Regions from separate parts of the Mus musculus genome. Here all the other regions are linked to region 3. Evidence: chromatin contacts called from public HiChIP or PLAC-seq and promoter capture Hi-C data. All regions are on one chromosome and are shown on one strand. The core of a region is the stretch at or near the end of the contact, and the rest is flanking DNA. Distances in the headings are between cores, read along the strand shown. Region 1 holds the start of Tdp2 (tyrosyl-DNA phosphodiesterase 2). Region 2 holds the start of 9330162012Rik (cDNA RIKEN 9330162012 gene). Region 3 has its middle 28 kb from the start of Gm22013.

Evidence for each region. Promoter capture Hi-C pulls out the DNA fragments that hold promoters and counts their contacts. HiChIP or PLAC-seq counts read pairs in DNA pulled down with a chosen protein or histone mark.
Region 1: an H3K4me3 HiChIP or PLAC-seq map of pro-B cells shows a contact between it and region 3, with 3 times the contacts expected there. The contact joins the promoter of Tdp2 here to the enhancer-like site in region 3. A contact is called at or near these places in 8 of 39 promoter capture datasets (the HPC-7 cell line, embryonic stem cells, hematopoietic stem and progenitor cells and 4 more), 1 of 484 Hi-C or Micro-C datasets (CD4 T cells), 7 of 115 datasets of contacts at active chromatin or transcription factors (the 230-238 cell line, the SCID.adh cell line, acute myeloid leukemia and 3 more) and 3 of 9 other capture datasets (adipose tissue, liver and pancreatic islet).
Region 2: a promoter capture Hi-C map of pre-B cells shows a contact between it and region 3, with 2.3 times the contacts expected there. The contact joins the promoter of 9330162012Rik here to the enhancer-like site in region 3. A contact is called at or near these places in 10 of 39 promoter capture datasets (the C10 cell line, the HPC-7 cell line, cranial neural crest and 5 more), 7 of 484 Hi-C or Micro-C datasets (the G1E-ER4 cell line, Th1 cells, bone marrow-derived macrophages and 4 more), 4 of 115 datasets of contacts at active chromatin or transcription factors (bone marrow-derived macrophages, memory CD8 T cells and regulatory T cells) and 3 of 9 other capture datasets (adipose tissue, embryonic stem cells and liver).

What each region holds. Positions count from the first base shown.
Region 1 is chr13:24,830,278-24,832,977 of GRCm38.p6, forward strand. Tdp2 (tyrosyl-DNA phosphodiesterase 2) reads left to right here and starts at 1,382. Exons shown (of 7, transcript NM_019551.2): 1 at 1,382-1,652; 2 at 1,733-1,818. The coding sequence starts at 1,455. It overlaps Acot13 (acyl-CoA thioesterase 13), which reads right to left and starts at 1,212. Exons shown (of 3, transcript NM_025790.2): 1 at 949-1,212. The coding sequence starts at 1,029.
Region 2 is chr13:24,936,143-24,938,842 of GRCm38.p6, forward strand. 9330162012Rik (cDNA RIKEN 9330162012 gene) reads left to right here and starts at 1,259. Exons shown (of 2, transcript NR_102323.1): 1 at 1,259-1,461; 2 at 1,643-2,700. Aldh5a1 (aldhehyde dehydrogenase family 5, subfamily A1) reads right to left here and starts at 1,519. Exons shown (of 10, transcript NM_172532.3): 1 at 1,109-1,519. The coding sequence starts at 1,426. It also overlaps a transcript of Gpld1 not described here.
Region 3 is chr13:24,513,914-24,516,613 of GRCm38.p6, forward strand. It overlaps a transcript of Ripor2 not described here. Among named protein-coding and RNA genes, the nearest start is that of Gm22013, 28 kb to the left of the region's middle. Within about 2 kb of position 1,323, at least 32 of the 459 cell types and tissues checked have an H3K27ac peak or open chromatin away from gene starts, as enhancers often do. A contact at or near this core is called in the 230-238 cell line, the HPC-7 cell line, hematopoietic stem and progenitor cells and 4 more, where this site is marked.

The sequences.
Region 1 (2,700 bases), core at 132-2,631, 320 kb after region 3:
CCTCATAAAGTTGTTTTTGGTTGTTTTTAAAGAATTAAAATTTCCTCTTAAATCATTAAAATTCTTTTTAGGTAATATTATCTTTCTAAAAGTCACTGTCAAATGCTGTCCTTAGTTTTGAAATATTTCCTATTGGAAAACATTAAATATATTTACCTAAGGGTTATTTCCTATTTTTTTGACACTTTATGAACATAGTTAAAAAATTCTAAGAGGGGGCGTGTTCAGGAAAAAGATTTCAAATGCCTGTTGTTGACCAAAATTTATATTTCATGCCCAAATTCTTTTTAAATTTCCAAGTATTTTTTCTTAATCAGAAAAATAGACATGCGTGCATTAAAACATTTATTAAAAAGTCTGCAGCAAGTTCTAAGGTTAAGTGTCTTTCTACTCTGACAATACCACGCACTGGACTTCTGCTACGGATATTTATTAAGGATTGCTTCCTATAGAACACAATGTCTATAAAGTCTGGAAAACAGTAGTCTACGTTAGTTCATGTGGAATGGCAGGGTGCAGGCACTGGTCCTGGTTAACTCTGTAGACTCCCAGGCCAGCCTGGACTACAAGGGTTCTCAGCCAACAAACGTTACATAGTTACATAGACCTAGTTACAAAGACCTAGTCTCAAAAGCAAGAAATACAACACACGTACAGGTGGTTCTCGCATTCACTTCCGTACCTCAAACCTCCTTGACTCTTAAGAAACAATTCCTATATACTAGCCCTGCAGGCTCCAGCGTCCCTTAAATGGTACGCTGACATTTTTTCTCCACACACTCCAACAGTTTGCTGGTTAAAAAAAAAACAAAAAACAAAAAACCAAACATGCTTATTTACGTTTCGATGAGAATCCACGCCACGCACTTCCCCTGCGTTTGCGAGGCCACTAAGGTGTTTTACTAGGTTCGTCCCCTTCACCAGATACTTCGCCTACAATAAATATACCTTTTCCAAAACTCTATCAAAACCGGGAACTTTGAACATAACCTTCATTACTTCTCGTAGGTTCTGGGTCATGCTGCTCATCGTGGACGCAAAGCAAGAGTCTGGGCTCTGCGAGAATGAACTCTGGAAGAGACGTTTGTGAGAGGACAAGGGTGTGGAAGGTCAAGTCTGCAAGCCCGGCCGCTGTCGCGTCGTGCTCGGGAGAAAGGATCGCGCGCCCCGGTCGCCCTGGTCCTAGATGATCACGGGTTACCTTCACTCTTTAGCGCCCCAGCGCGCACGCGCAACCTTCAGGCCTCCTCGGCCCCTCCTTCCCCTCCCCTCCCCCTCCCCCTCCCCATCTGCGCCTCGCTGGCCGCGGACGGGGACCAGAGAGGGCGGTCTTCTTGCCGGAAGGTTGACGCGGACGCGCTTGCACGCTGCGCGCCTGCGCAGGTTCCGGCGTTCGCGATCAGTCGCGCGGGAAGCAGCGTGAAGAGCGGGTGTTTTGAGGGGACCCTGCGGCGATGGCGTCTGGCAGCAGTTCCGATGCGGCGGAGCCCGCAGGGCCGGCAGGGCGGGCGGCGTCGGCGCCCGAAGCAGCACAGGCGGAGGAGGACCGGGTGAAGAGGCGGCGGCTTCAGTGCCTGGGCTTTGCGTTGGTGGGGGGATGCGACCCCACGATGGTCCCCAGCGTCCTGCGGGAGAACGACTGGCAGACGCAGGTCAGTTCGCGTCTCTCGCTTCCGCCGCTCTCCCCCGGGAGGCGGGGCGCGCCCTGCAGCCTTGTGCCTTTGCTTTTCAGAAAGCCCTGAGCGCCTACTTCGAGCTGCCAGAGAACGACCAAGGGTGGCCGCGCCAGCCTCCCACGTCCTTCAAGTCCGAGGCCTAGTAAGCGACGGGGGTCGCGGGCTGCTCGCCGAGGGCGGGGAGGGACCGCCTGCTGGGCTTGGGCGTCCGAGGACCGGGACCTGGAAAAGGGCGGCCGGCGCCCCAGAGCTGGAAATCTCAGGGAATGCTTCCGAGGATGCAGGGTCACTTCCCAGCGGGACTTGTCTTTGTTGTTTTGGGACGAGTCTCACTGTGTAGCGCTTGGCTGGCCTGGAACTCGTCGTTATTTGAACCAAGCTGGCCTCGAACTCAGATCAGCTTGCTTCTGCCCTCTCAGTGCTGGCACGTTGAAGGCACATACTAGAACTGGCTTCCAACGTGATTTATTTTATTTTATTTTATCTTATTTCTTAAACCTGAAGATTATTTTATGTATTTTGAGGCAGAACCTCACCCTTTATCCCTGGCTGGCCTGAGCTTGGTGTGTAGACTAGGTTGGCCTCAAACACAGATCTACCTGCCTCAGAATCGAATGGGCTGGATTTAGAGTGCCCACCACCACACTGGGATGGAATTTTTGTTTAATGTTACCGTTATTTGTTCTTTTTCGAGACAGAGGCTTGCAATAATCCTGACCTCCAGCTCTCTTCCAGCCTCCCTTTTGCTAGCATTGCATCTGATTCCAGCACTCCCTACCCGAACTTTTTATTTGAGCCATATATGTCCAGGCTGACTTGGAACTCCTTTGTGGTCAAGGCTTGCCTTCCATTGGCCCAGTACTGGGATTAAAGGTTTGTGAAACCCTGGCTACTGAAATACACTTACTGACCTGAAATATTGGTGATATGTAAACTGAAGATTAGAAAAAAAACAGAGGTAGAGATTTTCTCCTGAAGAATGGTAACCTGTAAGTCTCCTTGTTTCTGCATAGTTTATCTGCTC
Region 2 (2,700 bases), core at 9-2,508, 420 kb after region 3:
ACTTAGCCAGCACAGCCTCTGACTTCTGGCCTCGGGAACTGCAGGAAGACACACTCCTGTCACTGTAAGCTGCCCAAATGGCCACCTTGGCCTCTCCTCTGACCTCTGGGCCTGCATGTGTCTTTTGCCCCCACATTATTCATCAGTTCCAGCACACTTCCTTGCTCTTTACAGCTTGCAGTTTGGATCTCCAAAACATCACGTAAGCTCTATAAGGGGCTGGATTTTCTTAAGATTCATTTATTTTATGCATATGAGCATTGGCTTGCATGCATGTATGTGTGCCTTCAGCAATCCCCTGGAACTGGAGTCCCAAACTGGTGAGAGTTGCCCCGGGAGCGCTGAGAACTGAACCCAGAAACTCTGCAAGAGCAGCAAGTACATCTCAAAAGGCGAACCGTTCTCCAGCCTCCCCCAACCTTTTTTCTGGACTCTGTATTCCAAGCACCTCCAGAAATACGTGGCACCCCCACGAAGGGTGGACCAATGTGAAGGCTCTAGTGCTTGTACCCTCATCAGGAGACAGCAGCAGGAAATGAAGGATAAAGAGACTATGATTTCATGGGGTTGGCTGCAGGGGTACTATCAAAAATAAAGGAGGAAGAATTTTTCTAAAATAATTTTCTGTCCTCACCATCTACCCTCCACTGTCCAGCCATCTCTGTTAGTAAGCGCATTTAGACCTAAAGTCAGAGAATGCCCCTAGACTTTTTCCCTCCTCTGAACGAAGCTCACATGTCCTTTCTCAGTGTCCTTGACACAGCTCCTACACATACAGCCCCAACATGCAACCTACATATACAGATACACATTCCCTACATACAGCTTTCACATACAGGGCTCTCTCTCATCTTCCTTCTACTCTCTCTCTCTCTCTCTCTCTCTCAGATAGGCTGGCTGACATAGCTCACTTTTATTATGCACACCTGTCGATACATGTAGGAAGGGGATCTGATAACCGTACGCATGCTCCAAACTAATTTATCTCTTTTTGTTGTTTGCTCTGGCTTTCCGTACTGTGTATCCCGAGGAACCGGTTTCACTTTGTTTCACTCTGTGGATCTCTGCTTCCTTCTAGGCCGGGATCCCGCACCTGCGGTGCTCTCACCTTGACCGAGACCCCTTTCCAGCTGTTGAAGGCATCGTAGGCGGCGCGCACAGCAGCGCGGGCCTCGGGTACCCCGCAGTCGGCCACGGTGCCCAGCTTGGCGCCGCTGGCCGGGTCGTACACCGGGAAGGTGGCGGGGGCTGGGAGCCAGCGGCCGCCCACGAAGCTGTCCCCGCGGAGTAGGTCGGCGTGGAGGCCCCCGGGGCCGCTGGCGTAGCTGCGCCGCGGGGTTCCTGCGGGCTCCGGGCGGAAGCGGCCGGGAGGCGGCAGCGCAGGACGCGCGGCCCAGAAGCTCCGCAGCAGAAAGCAGGTCGCCATGGCCCGGCAGTAGCGGCGACACCGGCAAGGGACAGGCAAGCGAGCTGCAGGATCTCAGGGGTCGCGGGAAAGCGGGAGCCCGGCGGCGGGGACGCGCGGGGTGGCGGGGACGCGCGGGGTGGCGGAGACACCGAGAGCGCCCTCTCTCTGAGCTGTTGAGATTGGAGCTGCGAGGAGACAGAGCTTGAACTGTGTTCCCCGCACGTTCTTCTCCAGGGCCTGCGAATGGAAAGACTCCCAGCAAGATGAATTCGTGCACATAACTCACCGTTCTCAATGTCGGATGCTCACCTGTCATTTCTTTAGGCCTTAATTGTGACGGGAGCACTTTCTGTTCCCCAGTTCCCCAGCCCCGGCAATATGCACTCCGTCTAAAGAAGGCACCAAAGGCCAAACTCGCGGTTTCATATGCTCGGGCTACTGAGCATTGGAACTGGGGATCACTGTTCAGTGAGGGGTGAAGTGTGGCTCAGTGATCGGTTCCTTGCATGCTTTTCTACATATCCCCTTCATGAATTCGGAGCACAGCGCTCCTGAGTACTGAGATTTGGGGCAACCGTTCAATTAGGGTCGAAGTGAGGCTTCCTCTTGCATGCTTTCTGTGTGTGTCCTCTGTTGGTCCTGAGCAGTGGTGCTCCCAAGCCACTGCCCTTTGCTTCGTGACGTAGCTGCTGTACATCAAGCAACTAACAGAGCTGAAGTTTAGTAACTGGAAACAATCATCCTAGAAGTAATAATAAGCCCGGTGTTGTGGCCAGCACTTGGGAGGCTCTCGGTAAGTTCAAGGCTGAGACCCTATTTTAAAAAAGAAATCAACAGGGGTGTGAGGATTGAACATAGCACTATCACCTTAAACAAAATCTTCATCCTCCTGCTGCATCTGGGCCCCAAACTCTGCAGAAGAAAGAAACCCTAAGTTTTAATTTGAATAAAAGAAACAGCAGGTTTGTGTTCAGAATACGTGGAGTCAAATGTTGTTGTTATTATTGAGAAAACATGTTATTATGTAGCCTAGGATGACCTACATCTCGCAGTCTTCCTTCCTAGAGTTCTGGAATTACAGGCGAGCACTACATGCCCCAGTTAGAATATTGTATTTGCAAAATGCCTTGGATGTTCTTTTAATTGTTGGCTTTGTCTTCTGCTGAGTCAGAGCCTCCCAGTCATGTGCCAGATACATCTGGCAGAAGTCTCAATAGCAGGATTTAATTGTGTGTACAGGTAGGTGTGCACACATATGTGCTGTGTGTGTTCACTACTTTGTCCTGTATTTT
Region 3 (2,700 bases), core at 73-2,572:
GTGGTGACCTACTTCCTTCACAACATATAACACGGAACCCTTTCTTCTGTGATATGTTGGAGGAAATGGATGCCACAGCACACTTGTCTATACTTTATTAGACCCTGGGCCCCAACTCTCCCCAGGTAAGCCTTCCTTTCCAACTTTGGGGTTATTTGCAATTTACTCTTGAACTCTGCCCCTTTGAGACCTAGAGCAGGCTGGAAGCTGCTTGTGTTCAGGGTCCTGATACTTCATGTCACTTCTCTGGGCTTCTGATGCCTTGTCAGTGCAGCCAAGCACATGGAGTAAGTCCTTGCATGAAGATAAAGCATGAAGAAATAGTTTGTCAGAGCTATTCAAATTCTTTTTAAACTTTCTACTTCAAAAATAAAATATGGGCTGGCAGGAGGGTCAGTGGTTAGAGATGCTTGCTGGCAAGCTTGACAACCTGAATTTGAACCCTGGGACCTGAGAGACTAGGTCTTAGTTAGTTACTATTGCTGAGATGCAACACCATGACCAAGGCAACTTACAGAAGAAAGTATTTCAATGGGGCTTACTTACAGTTTCAGAAAGTTAAGTCTATGGTCATCGTGGTGGGGAATGTAGCAGCAAGCAGGCAGGCAGGCATAGTATGGAAGCAGTAGCTAAGAGCTTACATCCTCATCAGCAAGCAGGAGGAAAAGAGAGTGAGACTGGACCTGTCTTGGGTTTCCTAAACCTTAAAGCCCACCCCCAGTGACATAACTCCTCCAACGGGCCACACCCTACGCCAGCAAGGCCATGTCTCCTAACAGTGTTCAAACATTCCCACTAACTGGGAACTGAGCATTCGACCATGAGACTATGGGACCATTCTCATTCAGACCACCACAGACTAGACATTTGATGCCTGATAGACAGACAGATAGGGAGAGGGGCCATGACTAAGACAGGTAAGTAATAAGGATAAGTCAACTTCCAAGATGGTGGCTTCTTCCTTGCCCTTCTGACCAGAGACCAAAGCCTGGCAGCTTAAAACCAAAGACTAGCAGGCTTTTTTTTTTCTCCAGCCAGTGAGATCAGCATGCTGAAGGACTGGTCAGACAAGTTCAAAGCCAGATGTTTACACCAAAGTTGTAGACCTCTCAGCTACCCTGTCATTTACCCTGACCATCCCTAGATTAGGAGAGGAGGGCCCATCAACTGATGCTTAAACCCGAGCCCCAGATGAGAGACTGCATCTGAGCCCCGCCCCCTCTCTGCATCTGAGCCCCGCCCCCTCTCTGTATCTGAGCCCCGCCCCCTCTGTTTGGCAGAGAGGTTTTTCCCTCTGTGTCTTGCTGTACCTGTGAGTTTCCTCCCCCCAATCAACGTCTTTCTTTAACCGCTGACTCTGCTACTCTGCTGTGTTTGCAATGTCTCTACCTCTATCTGCTGTGCTCAAGACTTTCCTGCCTTTTAATTCTTTATCTTGCAGAGAAAGTCAACCAGTTCAAGACTCCTGTCCCCTGAGGGAGAATCAACTTTTACAGATTGTCCTCTAACCTTCATCCATGCAGTGATACAAGCACACACACACTCATGCACACACTCACGTACACACACACACAAGCTGAAAGAAAAAGAGGAAGTGTCTAATGAAACTGCCCTCCTTAACTATGGTCTCCTGGAGATTCAAACCTTTGTTGGCTCCTGCCCCCTCTAGCCTTCAGCTGCTATTCTCTGGGTCTCAGCCTCTAGAGCTTCCTGCTTCCAGTCCTGACCTTTAACCTCTATCTCCCAGCTTCCTGCCCTCCAGTCTCAGCCTGCAATCTCTAGCTCCCAGCCTCTAGCCTCTTGGCTCTCGCCATCTTCATTTCAGAGGCAATCTTTTTCCATATCCTTAACACTTTCCTCTCTATATATTTTTTTCTATTTGAAATTGTCCAGGACCTTTTAAGATGAGGGCCACTGTTTTACAGGGAATGTTCACCAATTCGAAAATCACTGTGTGACAATTCATATTGTGGAATTCATACAAATGAGGTTTTGAGAAATATGCATATGTTTGGGTTTTTTTAACTTTAAAAAATGTAGCTGGGTAGTGATGGTGCACGCCTTTAATCCCAGCACTTGGGAGGCAGAGGCAGGCAGATTTCTGAGTTCAAGACCAGCCTGGTCTACAAAGTGAGTTCCAGAACAGCCAGGGCTACACAGAGAAACCCTGTCTCAGAAAAAAAAAAAAAAAAAAAGTAGAGCAAAAAGAGAAGACAAATGTACAGCAACCACCATAGGATAATGAGTGTTTATAGGATAATGAGTGTTTATAGGATAATGAGTGTTTGAGGGGTTCTGGCAATTCTCATTTTGAAGGAAAACCAAGGATTTATAGTGACTGCCTCGCTGGCTGCCATGCTGAACTTCCAAAGTCCTTCAGAACACTCATGCCTGCAATCTGCCTTCTGTCCTTTCTTTCTTCTTCTTCTTTTTCTTCTTTTCATTCCATTTTGGTTTGTTTTTATGAGACAAGGCCTAACTCTGTAGCGTTGGCTGGTCTGGCCCTTACTATGCAGCCTGGGTTGACCTAAATCTTAAGATAGTCCTCTTGCGTGAGTCTCTTGGACACCAGTATTAGACATGAACCTTTCACACCTAGCCCTGTGGTTGGTTTTCATTTGCTTAGCACAGATATTCTCTAGATCACCCATGTACATTATCATAAGCCTTACCAAGGGAAACCCAATCCTGTCTTCTCTG